Regions from separate parts of the Macaca mulatta genome. Here region 1 is linked to region 2. Evidence: chromatin contacts called from public Hi-C data. All regions are on one chromosome and are shown on one strand. Each heading gives the region's core, a stretch centred on a gene start, on an enhancer-like site or on the middle of the called end of the contact. The rest is flanking DNA. Distances are from core to core; before and after follow the strand shown. Region 1 holds the start of CDK17 (cyclin dependent kinase 17). Region 2 overlaps ELK3 (ETS transcription factor ELK3).

The links. A called contact is a pair of places that touch in the nucleus more often than the background predicts.
Region 1: a Hi-C map of cortical neurons shows a contact between it and region 2, with 4 times the contacts expected there. The contact joins the promoter of CDK17 here to the enhancer-like site in region 2. A contact is called at or near these places in 4 of 14 Hi-C or Micro-C datasets (blood, cortical neurons, fetal cortex germinal zone and 1 more).

Annotation. Positions count from the first base shown.
Region 1 is chr11:103,714,518-103,719,582 of T2T-MMU8v2.0, reverse strand. CDK17 (cyclin dependent kinase 17) reads left to right here and starts at 3,546. Exons shown (of 16, transcript NM_001194763.2): 1 at 3,546-4,090.
Region 2 is chr11:103,537,932-103,543,451 of T2T-MMU8v2.0, reverse strand. It overlaps ELK3 (ETS transcription factor ELK3), which reads right to left. Exons shown (of 5, transcript NM_001194388.2): 2 at 2,285-2,493. The coding sequence starts at 2,491. Among named protein-coding and RNA genes, the nearest start is that of ELK3, 26 kb to the right of the region's middle. Within about 2 kb of position 2,076, at least 5 of the 40 cell types and tissues checked have an H3K27ac peak or open chromatin away from gene starts, as enhancers often do. A contact at or near this core is called in cortical neurons, where this site is marked.

The DNA.
Region 1 (5,065 bases), core at 2,297-4,796, 170 kb before region 2:
AAGTTCAATGACCTTCAAAATTTTCTCCCCTCAATATTTTTATATATGTCTCATGATACAGTTACTCTATGGTGAAAACATTTTGGGATATACTTGTTTCACTGGAAAGAAAATTATTTTTTAATCTCAGAACTTCTAAGAGCCTTAAATGTGTAAATGTATATTGTGAACTTCCAAAAGGGAGATAAAGTATGTGGCATTCCTCAAGTGGATTTGATATTGGAATTCTTCCTCAATCTTTTTCCTCCACTAAGCACTATGTATTATCTATTAATCACAGTTAGGGAAATAGTCTATGTAAATAATTTTATAATTTAACATGTTTTACAAGGTAAAAAAAAAAAAAAGCCTATATTATAACCTACGGAAAAAACAACTAACACGCTCACAACATTACATACAATTTTTTTTTTTTTTTTCAGACGGAGTCTTGCTGTCATCCAAGCTGGAGTACAGTGGTGTGATCTCAGCTCACTACAACCTCCACCTCCCGGGTTCAAGTGATTCTCTTGCCTCAGCCTACTGAGTAGCTGGGATTACAGGCTCCCACCACCACGCCTGGCTAATTTTTGTATTTTTAGTAGAGACGGGGTTTTGTTATTTTGGCCATCCTGGTCTCAAACTCATGAGCTCAAATGATTCGCCTGCCTCGATCTCCCAAAGTGCTGGGATTACAGGCGTGAGCTACCGCGCCTGGCTAAATTTTAAATCAGTTTAGAAAAGTAATTAAATAGGCCAGGGGGCTGGGTGCTGTGGCTCACATCTGTAATCCCAGCACTTTGGATCATTAGAGTTTATGAGTTCGAGACCAGCCTGGCCAACATTTCGAAACCCCGCCTCTACTAAAAATACAAAAATTAGCCGGGTGTGGTGACACAGGCCTGCAATCTCAGCTATTCCAGAGACTGAGGCAGGAGAATTGCTTGAACCTGGGAGACGGAGATTGCAGTGAGCCGAGATTGTGTCACTGCACTCCAGCCTGGGTGACAGAGCAAGACTCTGTCTAAAAATAAATAAATAAATAAAAATTTTAAAATAGATAAATAAATGGGCCAGGGGTGGTGGCTCCTGTCTGTAATCTCAGCACTTTGGGAGGTCGAGGTTGGAGGATTGTTTGATGTCAAGAGTTTAATACCAGCCCGGGCTGTCGGTATAGTGAGACTCCATCTCATTTAAATAAATAAATAAATAAATAATGAAATAAATATTGTGCAATCTGTAATTTTTTTTTTTTCATTGAAAGAACAAATCCTCTGGGCGCGGTGGCTCACGCCTGTAATTCCAAAATTTTGGGAGGTTGATGAGGGTGAATCATCTGAAGTCAGGGTTTGAGAGCAGCCTGGCCAACATGGTGAAACCCCGTCTCTACTAAAAACGTAAAAAATTAGCTGGGCGTGGTGGCGGATGCCTGTAATCCCAGCTACTTAGGAGGCTGAGGCAGGAGAATCGCTTGAACCTGGGAGACGGAGGTTGCAGTCAGCCGAGACCGCGCAACTGCACTCCAGCCTGGGCAACAAGAGCAAAATTCTGTCGAAAGAAAGAAAGAGAGAGGAAGAGAGGAAGGGAGGAAGGGAGGAAGGGAGGAAGGGAGGAAGGGAGGGAGTAAGGGAGGGAGGGAGGAGGGAAAGAAAGAAAAGAAAGAAAGAAAGAAAGAAAGAAAAAGAAAGAAAGAAAGAACGAACGAACGAACCAATCAATCAAATAATCACCTCAGTTTTCATTATGAATTTCCCTTTTTTTGTGGGGGGGGGGGGACGGTGTCTCACTCAGTCTTCCAGGTTGGCGTGCGGTGGCGCAATCTCAGTTCACCGCAAACTCCGTCTCCCAGGCTGAATGGATCCTCCCACCTCAGCCTCCCAATTACGAATTCTTTGTTATGCTAATGGCAGATGTAGAAAGAGGAGAGGGTGAGACAGAATAATCTTTTTATTTCTCATGGAGTAAATCTAATCTAATGATATGAAGGTATAAGTATTAATGCTGAAACTCAGAATGCCATTTCATAGACTCCCTTTTTTGGTGATTTTTTTGATATTTACTAAAGTACTAATTTAGATGAGGCAAGTATATGAAAATCCTTGCATATAAATAGGCTTTGTATAAATATCAGTGTTTCTGTTTAACTTAAAAAGAACTCTGAAAGTGATGCTACGTCTTGCTATATTATAAAGTTCCAAGTTTGACTTGAACAAATTTAAAAAGCCTCATTAACAGTGCTTTTAAACAAAGCGCACTTGTTCTAACGGAAAGCTTGTTATGTATATTTGCATTCTTGGTTGTAAACAAGTGTTAAATACGTGTAGAGCATAATTGTTGCTAATTTACGGGTCCTGGTAATTTTAGAGGCATGGGAGAAGCCTGATTGACACGATCGTTGGATATAACTGTAGATGCATTCAACTTTGCCCAACAAAATAAGAGAAAGATGTCAGCATACAACATTTTTAAGGGGGAAAGGATTCATCCCTAAATACAAAAAGATAATTCTCCGAAGTTCTCAGCACATACTGTGATTTGAAACTTCAATGCAGCTTCTACTTCCGGGTGTTAACATGGAAAAAAAATTTCTCACTTCACAGGACTTTTATGTGGTTTTTTTTTCTTGTTTATGTTGTCTACATCCGGTCCCTACTCTCTCCTTTCAATCCTCTCATTATCTCCCTCTAGGGGTTTAAGTTTGTTTTTACTTTATGCTTTTATCCTTATTAGTGGAAAGAAGTGGGTCAGTATTACTTTAGTTTGTCTTCACTGCCATTCTACTGTTCATTCCTGAACTAGCTTTTAGCCTCTGGGAAAGGAGAAAGTCAAAACAGTTGGAGAAACTGGGCCAACCTCTAGCGGCCCGCCTCCCCCAAGAAAACAAAACCTAACCCGTGCAACAGTAGTCCTTTCTGTTTTCATAGCACCTTGTATTTCTCCGCTCATGACGTTCAGATTTTTATGATAGCTGTTAATCACCTTTCATCCCAGCTAGACTCTCCGTCCTTACGGGACTCAGCATATTGCCGGGCACATGATAATATATACAAAACACTGTGCTGTAGTTTAAATGAATAGATGCGGTGTGTGTGCAAGACTGCGGCACTAGTACCCACGTACCCACATACAACAAAGGAGAAAAGTTGCAGCCATCAACATCTTTCAGTGTGGGTCTTTTGACATGGACTCTCTAGAAAGCCAGTGGAGAACCGTGGCATGGACACACCTTGTACAATAATTACTTGTATAACAGAAGCACGAGTTTTCGTTTGGCAGGGGGAAGTCGAGGGGCAGGGGGGAAGTTGGAGGGGCTGAATTATTCACATGATTTCTCCCCCAGTCGCTGCGGACAGGCACTATTCCGCTGGGGTCCTCTGGCCCCCTCCCGCCGTTCCCCCTACGCCCGCATTTAGGAGTCGGGAGTTTCCCGGGGACTCCCGCCCCGCCCTGCAGGCCCCTCCCCCGGCCGCCGGCCCCGCCCCCGCCTCCGCCGCCGCCGGCAGGGGTCGCGCTGCCCCCGGCGAGCGGCTCAGGCGGGGGTGGGGTAAGCTCCCGCGGCCGGTCGCTTTTCTCCGCCGCCGCTGGTTGGATCGTTTCAATAAAAGTCTTTTTTCTCTTGCGCTCGCTCTCCTCCGGGGAACAGGCGGAGGCGTCAATCCGCAGCCGCCGAGTGCGAAAGCGACGCACACGCAGGGAGCGAACGCGGCCGCCTGCAGTCTCCTGAGCTCCCCGCGGGCCGCCGCAGAGCCGCGGAGAATTAGGAGCCAGCGCCCGGCCGGACCGCCTCAGCCCGCCGTCGGCGCCCGCCCCGCTCGCGCCCGGCTGCTCCGAGGGGATTAGTGGGCCGTCCGCGCGGCTCGTCGGCGCGGGAGCCATGTTGACCGGGGGACTTGGCAACGCGTGAGACACCCGCGGCCCCTCCCGAGGCTCCGGACCCGCGGCGAGATCCGGAAGGCGGCTGTGGCGGCGGAGGCCTGCGCTCGGAGGCGCCTCACGTCTGCCGGCCGCTGGGACCCGGACCTGCATCCGGTCTCCGCGGGCGTCCGCGGAGTCGCTTCCCCCTGTGCCTCTCTTCGCCTCGACTCGGGACTCGCGGTCCCCGCTCTTGCTGGTGAGTTGGCAGCCGGCGTCCGCGCCGCGCTTTCCCTGGTGTCGGGTCGGCCCCGGGGCCGGGAGGCTGCGTGGGACAGAGGCGGGGGCGGGGGCGGGGGCGGGGGCTGCTGGGGGCGCGGGAGGCTCAGGCCCGGCCGGGAAGTTGAGCGAGGAGGCGCGGCGCGGGGGGCTGTTGTGCGCCTGTCATCCCTGGGGTCCACCGAGGACCCTGGGTCGCCCGGGGATTTCCGGGGCTCGGGTGGGGTGTGAGTGTCTGCGAGCTGCTTCTCGGCAGGCGCCGACAGATACAGACGCAGCCGCCTCCGGTGCTCGCTGCAGCTTTGGTCTGCGGGGGAGGCCGGTCTCCCCGCGAGGCGGAGGACGGGAAAGAGGCAGAAAGTCCCCCGAGACACAAAGGTCCCCCTTGGCGGGGGTGGAGCTGGAGGCGCGGACGACGCTGCCCGGGAGGGGAAGGAAGGGGCGCGGGTCCGCGGGAGGTGGGAGAGGAGGCGGCGGTCGCGGCGCCTGCAGCTTCTTGGAGACGCCGGGGCTATGCGCGGGTGGGGAGCGCGGAGGAGGAGGAGGAGGAGCCCGCGCGTGGGGAGTCGGCAGAGACAAAGATCAGGGCAGCCTCCTGCCGGCAGGTCACACCCCGGAGTGTTGGTCAGGAGCGGAGCTAGAGGGAATGTGGGAAACCCAGCAAAACGATGGGGAGGGAAAAATGCGGGGAGGAGGGTGCCTCGTGCTGTCGTCTTCGTCGCAGTTGCTTTTCTCAGCTTTTTTGTACGCGATGCTTTTGCTCCCCAACTCAGCTGGATAGCTCCAGATTCCCTCCCTCCTATCACCCCCACACTGCCACATTGACTCTCCTGTGGTTTTTCCCCTCATTCTCCCCCTTCTTTTCACCCACTCCTTTTCGGGTAAGCCGTATTTTGCTTTCAGCTTGGGGAACGTTTGTTAATGACAGGATGCCTGAGCTTGTTCTGACCCTGAA
Region 2 (5,520 bases), core at 827-3,326:
GGACTCTACCTGATGCACATCGTTTGCTGGGATTTTTCAATACTGAAGTTGTTTCTTTTTTTTTTTTTTTTGTTCTAAGAGACAGGATCTTCCTCTGTTGCCCAAGCCCAAGCTGGAGTGCAGTGGTGCAATCATAGCTCACTGCAGCCTCAAACTCCCAGGCTCAACTGATCCTCCCACCTCAGCCTCCCAAGTAGCTGAGACTACAGGCATGCACTTCCACACTTGGCTAATTTTTAATTCTTTGTTGCGACAGAGTCTCGCCATGTTGCCCAGGCTGGTCTCAGACTCCTGGACTCAAGTGATCCTCCTGCCTCAGCCTCCCAAAGTGCTAGAATTAGGTGTGAGGCGCCATGCCCAGCCTGAGGCTCTTGGTAATAAAACTTCTTAGGTTGTAATACACTTTGGACAGCCTGACTGCCTACCTGGAACTCAAGACATTCAAAGGGAAAGGAAATGAACAGCCCAGAAGGCAGGGTGTGTGTGTGTGCCTTCTGGCTGGGAACCTGGGCGGACCAGCGGGGTTCAAATCCGGGCTCTGCCACTCACTGGCTGTGTGCACCTGGGCAGGTTGCTCGTCTAAGCCTCTGTGTTCTCACATGTGTAAGGAGGATGATGACGGCAGCACCTGTCTATGGGGCTGTTGTAAAGTTTAAAGGAGACAAGGGGAAGAAGTGCTCAGCACAGCACCTTAGACGTCTAACAGAAAGTGCCAGAACATACTTGACTGAAGGCTATGAAACTGCTCTCTCTGGAGATTTAAAAATCTGCCCAAGGGAGATCAGATGTAGTCCAAACAGAATGGCTTTGCTAATTTTGTGAGCAGTCATTTCCAGCCCAGGACATCCCTTCATGCTAAAGAGACACAACCCTTAAAGCCCCAGGCCGGAAGAGATGAGTCCAGTCCCAGACACAGAGGGAGGACTTCTTTTTTTGATACCATGATTGAAAACAACGAAAATGCTTTTTGAGTCTCAAAGCCCAGCTTTTAGGCACTCTGCCAGCAGGCAATGGGAGTGTTTTCCTTCAGCAGCCCCAGCTCCCACTGCAGAACTTAGAACCTGGGAAAACACACAAAACAGTAAGCCGTCTGCGAGGCTTTCAGACAGTGCAATTTGCAAGAAGTGCTTTTATATTTTAGTAGGACTCTGCAGTAAGTCAGGATTAATTAATTGCTACATTAAAGGAGAGCACCTTTAGCATTTCAATGACATAATCACGTGCAATTACGATCATATAAAAGGAACACTTTATAATTAATGATGTCTCTACTTCCTGAAATGTATAATCCTTATGTCTTAAATTCCAAAGAGGTTGGCAGACAGCAGGCCCTAAATATAGATCAGGAACTAATATTTAAATCAGTTTTTAATTCACCTTTTAATATGAACAATAAAACCAGAACAAAAGCTTACCATTATCATGGCTCTAGCTCTTTATGTCTTAGAGACTAAATATGCAGCAACAACAGATTCAAACTGAAATGGCCAACAATTACAGGCCAGAAATGGTTCTCCTACACAGCAATAATTTTGCACTAGCAAGCACATTAAAACTGTTTTTCCAGAAATGCATTAAAACTCACCCCAGCTGTCCTGGTTTTGGCAACCACGCTATACTTATACTATCACTTAACAAAGCACTCTGCCTCATCTCTATGACTTAAAAATGAACGTGTTTTTTCTTCCAACTAGGGAAGTTTCCCATGAAGCTGCAAGCACCAGGTACCAAGCAGTGTTCTAAGTACTTAACATGTAATGGCTCGGCTGGTCATCACGACAATCCTGAGCCAGGATTCCTATTCCTATTATTATTCCTATGCTGATTCCTGTTTTATAAATGAGGATACTGAGGCACTGAACTGTTAAAAATTAATCTGCCAAAGCTACCACCTCCCAGGAAAGGTCCCTTTAATTGAACCACAAAGCAGACAGGATAAACAGACTTTCTGGATTTTAACATGCATTCTGTCATTCGACCAATTCAACATGAGGAAAGCCCCAGAGCCTGCCTGCATCTCATTTCTATTGTTAGCAAAGTTCTTCAGCAAACTCAGACGAAAAAGCAGAAGAAACAAAATGGGACCCTCAGTAACATCCAAAGGGCTTCCAGAGGGTGGGGAAAATCCCTACCGCACAGTTTTTCTCCAAAAAGAAGGCATACACTGCCCCTGTTTTATTTTCTAATTTGATTCATAGCACGCTATTATCTTCTTTCATCAGGGAACTACTCAGAGGGGATTCCACCCTCCCCAAGACGGCCTCATGCAAGGTCAAGGGTTTACCTTGTCATAATAGTATCGCAGGGCTCTGCTCAGCTTATCATAGTTCATATTTGTTTTGTTTTTTCGGAGTCCCCACAGCTTGGCCACTTCTTCTGCTTTGAGGAGCTTGAATTCACCATCGTTCGAGGTCCAGCAGATCAAATGCTCATGTTTCTGATCCAGCAGCAACTGCAACAGGAACTGCCACAGCGTGATTGCACTCTCCATACCTGCGGGGAGAGGAGGCCGGTCAGAGCTGGCGGTCACGATGCTGACCAAACTTGGCGGGGACAGCGGGGGCTTCAGAATGGGCAACGCAGCTGTCCCCTCCTTCCCCCGGTGAACCTAATAAAAAGTAAGCTTTCACATCCATCTCAATGGGCCACTCTGAACTGGGAGCTTCCTGGCTGCATTTCTGTAAGCAGCCACAATTCAGAAATACCGGGAGGCCCTGTGGTCCTCCTCTATTCACCACATATGTCCCCACGAGCGACAGCAATGCATGGGGAATAATGTGGAACCATGATTAACGACATGACCACTTGCAGAACGGGTCCCCATTCAAACCGTTCCCCACTTAACACAAGTGTCTATTCCCGCCCATCCTATCAATTTCTTTGTGGGTCTGTGATATAGTTTGGATGTGTCCCCGCTCAAATCTCATGTTGAATTGTAATCCCCAACATTGGAGGTGGGGCCTGGTGGGAAGTGACTGGATCCTAAGGGCGGATTCCTCATGAATGGTTTAGCACCATCTCCCTTGGTACCATACTTGAGTTAGTGACTGAGTTCTCATGAGATCTGGTCATTGTTAACAGTGTGTGGCACCTCAGCCCTCGCTCTCTCGCTCTTGCTCTGACCATGTGACATGCCCGCTCCCCCTTTGCCTTCTCCCATGATTGCAGGTTTCCCGGGGCCTCCCCCAGAAACCCAGCAGATGCCAGTATCATCCTTCCTGTACAGCCTGCAGAACTGTGAGCCAATTAAACCGCTTTTCTTTATAAATTATACAGTCTTGGGTATTTCTCTACAGCAATGTGAGAAAGAACTAATATAGTCGGTCTCTAACTAAAATGCTGGACCCCGTGCTAAGTGCACTTTATACAGGTGCCTGCAATATCTCTCCTGTGGTTGTGGTATACGTCTAAGTGTAACTGCCTTTCCTATGTGATGAGCTTCAGAGGAAGGGACTTTGCTGGATTACTTTGTATTGCCAGCACTCTGATAACCCACACAATGCTCAAAGCTGCCCAGACCATGGATGCTTGTGAAACTGAACAATCACTGCCAATTGCAGAGACCTTCCCTTTCCCGGCACTCATCATGCTGCAGGTCAAAGCCACCATCACAGGTGCACAGATGGGAAGAGCAATTTCTTCCATGAAGAGACAAAAACCTATACAATGTTATCCTTTTCCTTCGACTCTGGTGTGAACTTTTTAAATGCTATTCCTTCCGGCTAAAATGCTGTTCCCTAGCTTTGGAGCCTGCTGAACTCTTTCTCATCCATTGTGACCCAGCTCAAATCGGGCCTTCTCAAGGAAAGTTTTCCCCACTCCTGGGCAGTTTCTCAATTTCAGGCATTTGAGGACTTCCATGACAATAGGTAATGATTCAAAGTAGTAGTAGTAGTAATAATAATAATAATAATCCATTTGTGTTATCAATGCTCATTGCATTTTTAAAAAGGTGGCTAGACTGGCCTCAAAAGCTTTGCCACAGATCAACTGTTGTGAGTGGCACAGAGAGCTGGGGATCATCCCCTTAGATGGGAGGGAGACACTGAAGTCCTGGTGAGCGGGGGCTGGGGGAGAGAACCTGGAGTGACAGCAACCCGGGGGTCAGCTCTGGGAGACCTGGAAGCCAGAATAATTGCCTTGGGGAGGGTTATTTGTACTAATATTGTCAACCCCACAACTCCTCTCAATTAAAGGAAAGTAGACTAGGAGGGCTGTCCAGTTACCCACAGGGCATTTTATTTAGGGCTCTTTAAAGGGGATATTCTTCACAGAAATCAGTATTAACCACAATGGTCTGTAAGACAGTCACTATCATTTCATTGCTGGGTCAAAACCACCTTTGCATCTCCCGAGTCTTGCACGCCCCCATTTTGCTGGGATGCATGGCAGCTGACCAGCCTCAACTCCTCCTATGAACCACCCTTCTGATGACTTGGATATGAGCCACAACTTTCTTCTCTTCACTGGCACTAAGAATGGCTAACAGTTGTCGCAAATTCTTGAGATTTTCTTGGCCAAACACGTCAGACAGTCAGCTTTAACATGTCTTTGAAACTTTAAGTGCCCGCTCAGATGAATCTGCTCCTAAGGGCAGAAGGCTGCCGGTGGGTTTGGAGGTCTGCAGGGAAGGGGCTGTTGGGCCTCTGCTCGCATGCCAGGTGGGAAAGTGGTCAGCCACTGCCACCCTCCACTTTTAACTGACATCACGTTCCGAAGGGGACAGGAGGGCAGGAGAAACGTCTATCCATGTATCTTACACTTAGCGTTTCCACCTGCCGGGCCTCCTCGGAGCTTCCTGTGCATCACAGAATCACTTTGCGTTGCAATCCAACCCCGTGTGTCAGAGACCACGTCCTGGGCATGACTTATGAGAACCCATACGGCAGACTTGTTAAACGTTCTCAACTCCCCTCTCCTTAGGTGACTGTGTAGCCCTGCACTGGAGTGGCTGTGGGAGGAGTGCTGACATTGGGGCTTTGCCATGTGATTGCGTTTGGCCAGGAGACGGATGCGGGGAAGTGACAGCATCCCAATGCCGAGCTGGGGTCTTGGGAGGCATCATAAGTTGGTACTTTTCCTCCTGTGCTGCCAGGAAGCTGCTGCCCCAGAACGAGACACATGGAGGTGACCTGAACTCAACCCAAAGTCCGAAGCCAAGCCCCACCCGCCCAGCGTCTGAAACAGCATCAGTGACACTGACCTGTGAGAAAAATCAATGCCGCCATAAGCCAGTGATCCTGCGGCAACCTGTGACGCAGCACCACTGCGACAAAATACATGATGTCTTGGCTTAAAAAAAAAATTCTCCCTTTGCTGGGGTGCCGTTGTCTTTACGCTCTAGAGCTTGTGTTCAAAATCATGAGAAAGGCCAGCTGCGGTGGCTCACGCCTGAAATTCCAGCACTTTAGGAGGCTGAAGCAGATGGATTACCTGAGGTCAGGAGTTCAAGACCAGCCTGGCCAACATGATGAAATCCCATCTCTACTAAAAATACACAAAATCAGCCAGGCATGGTGG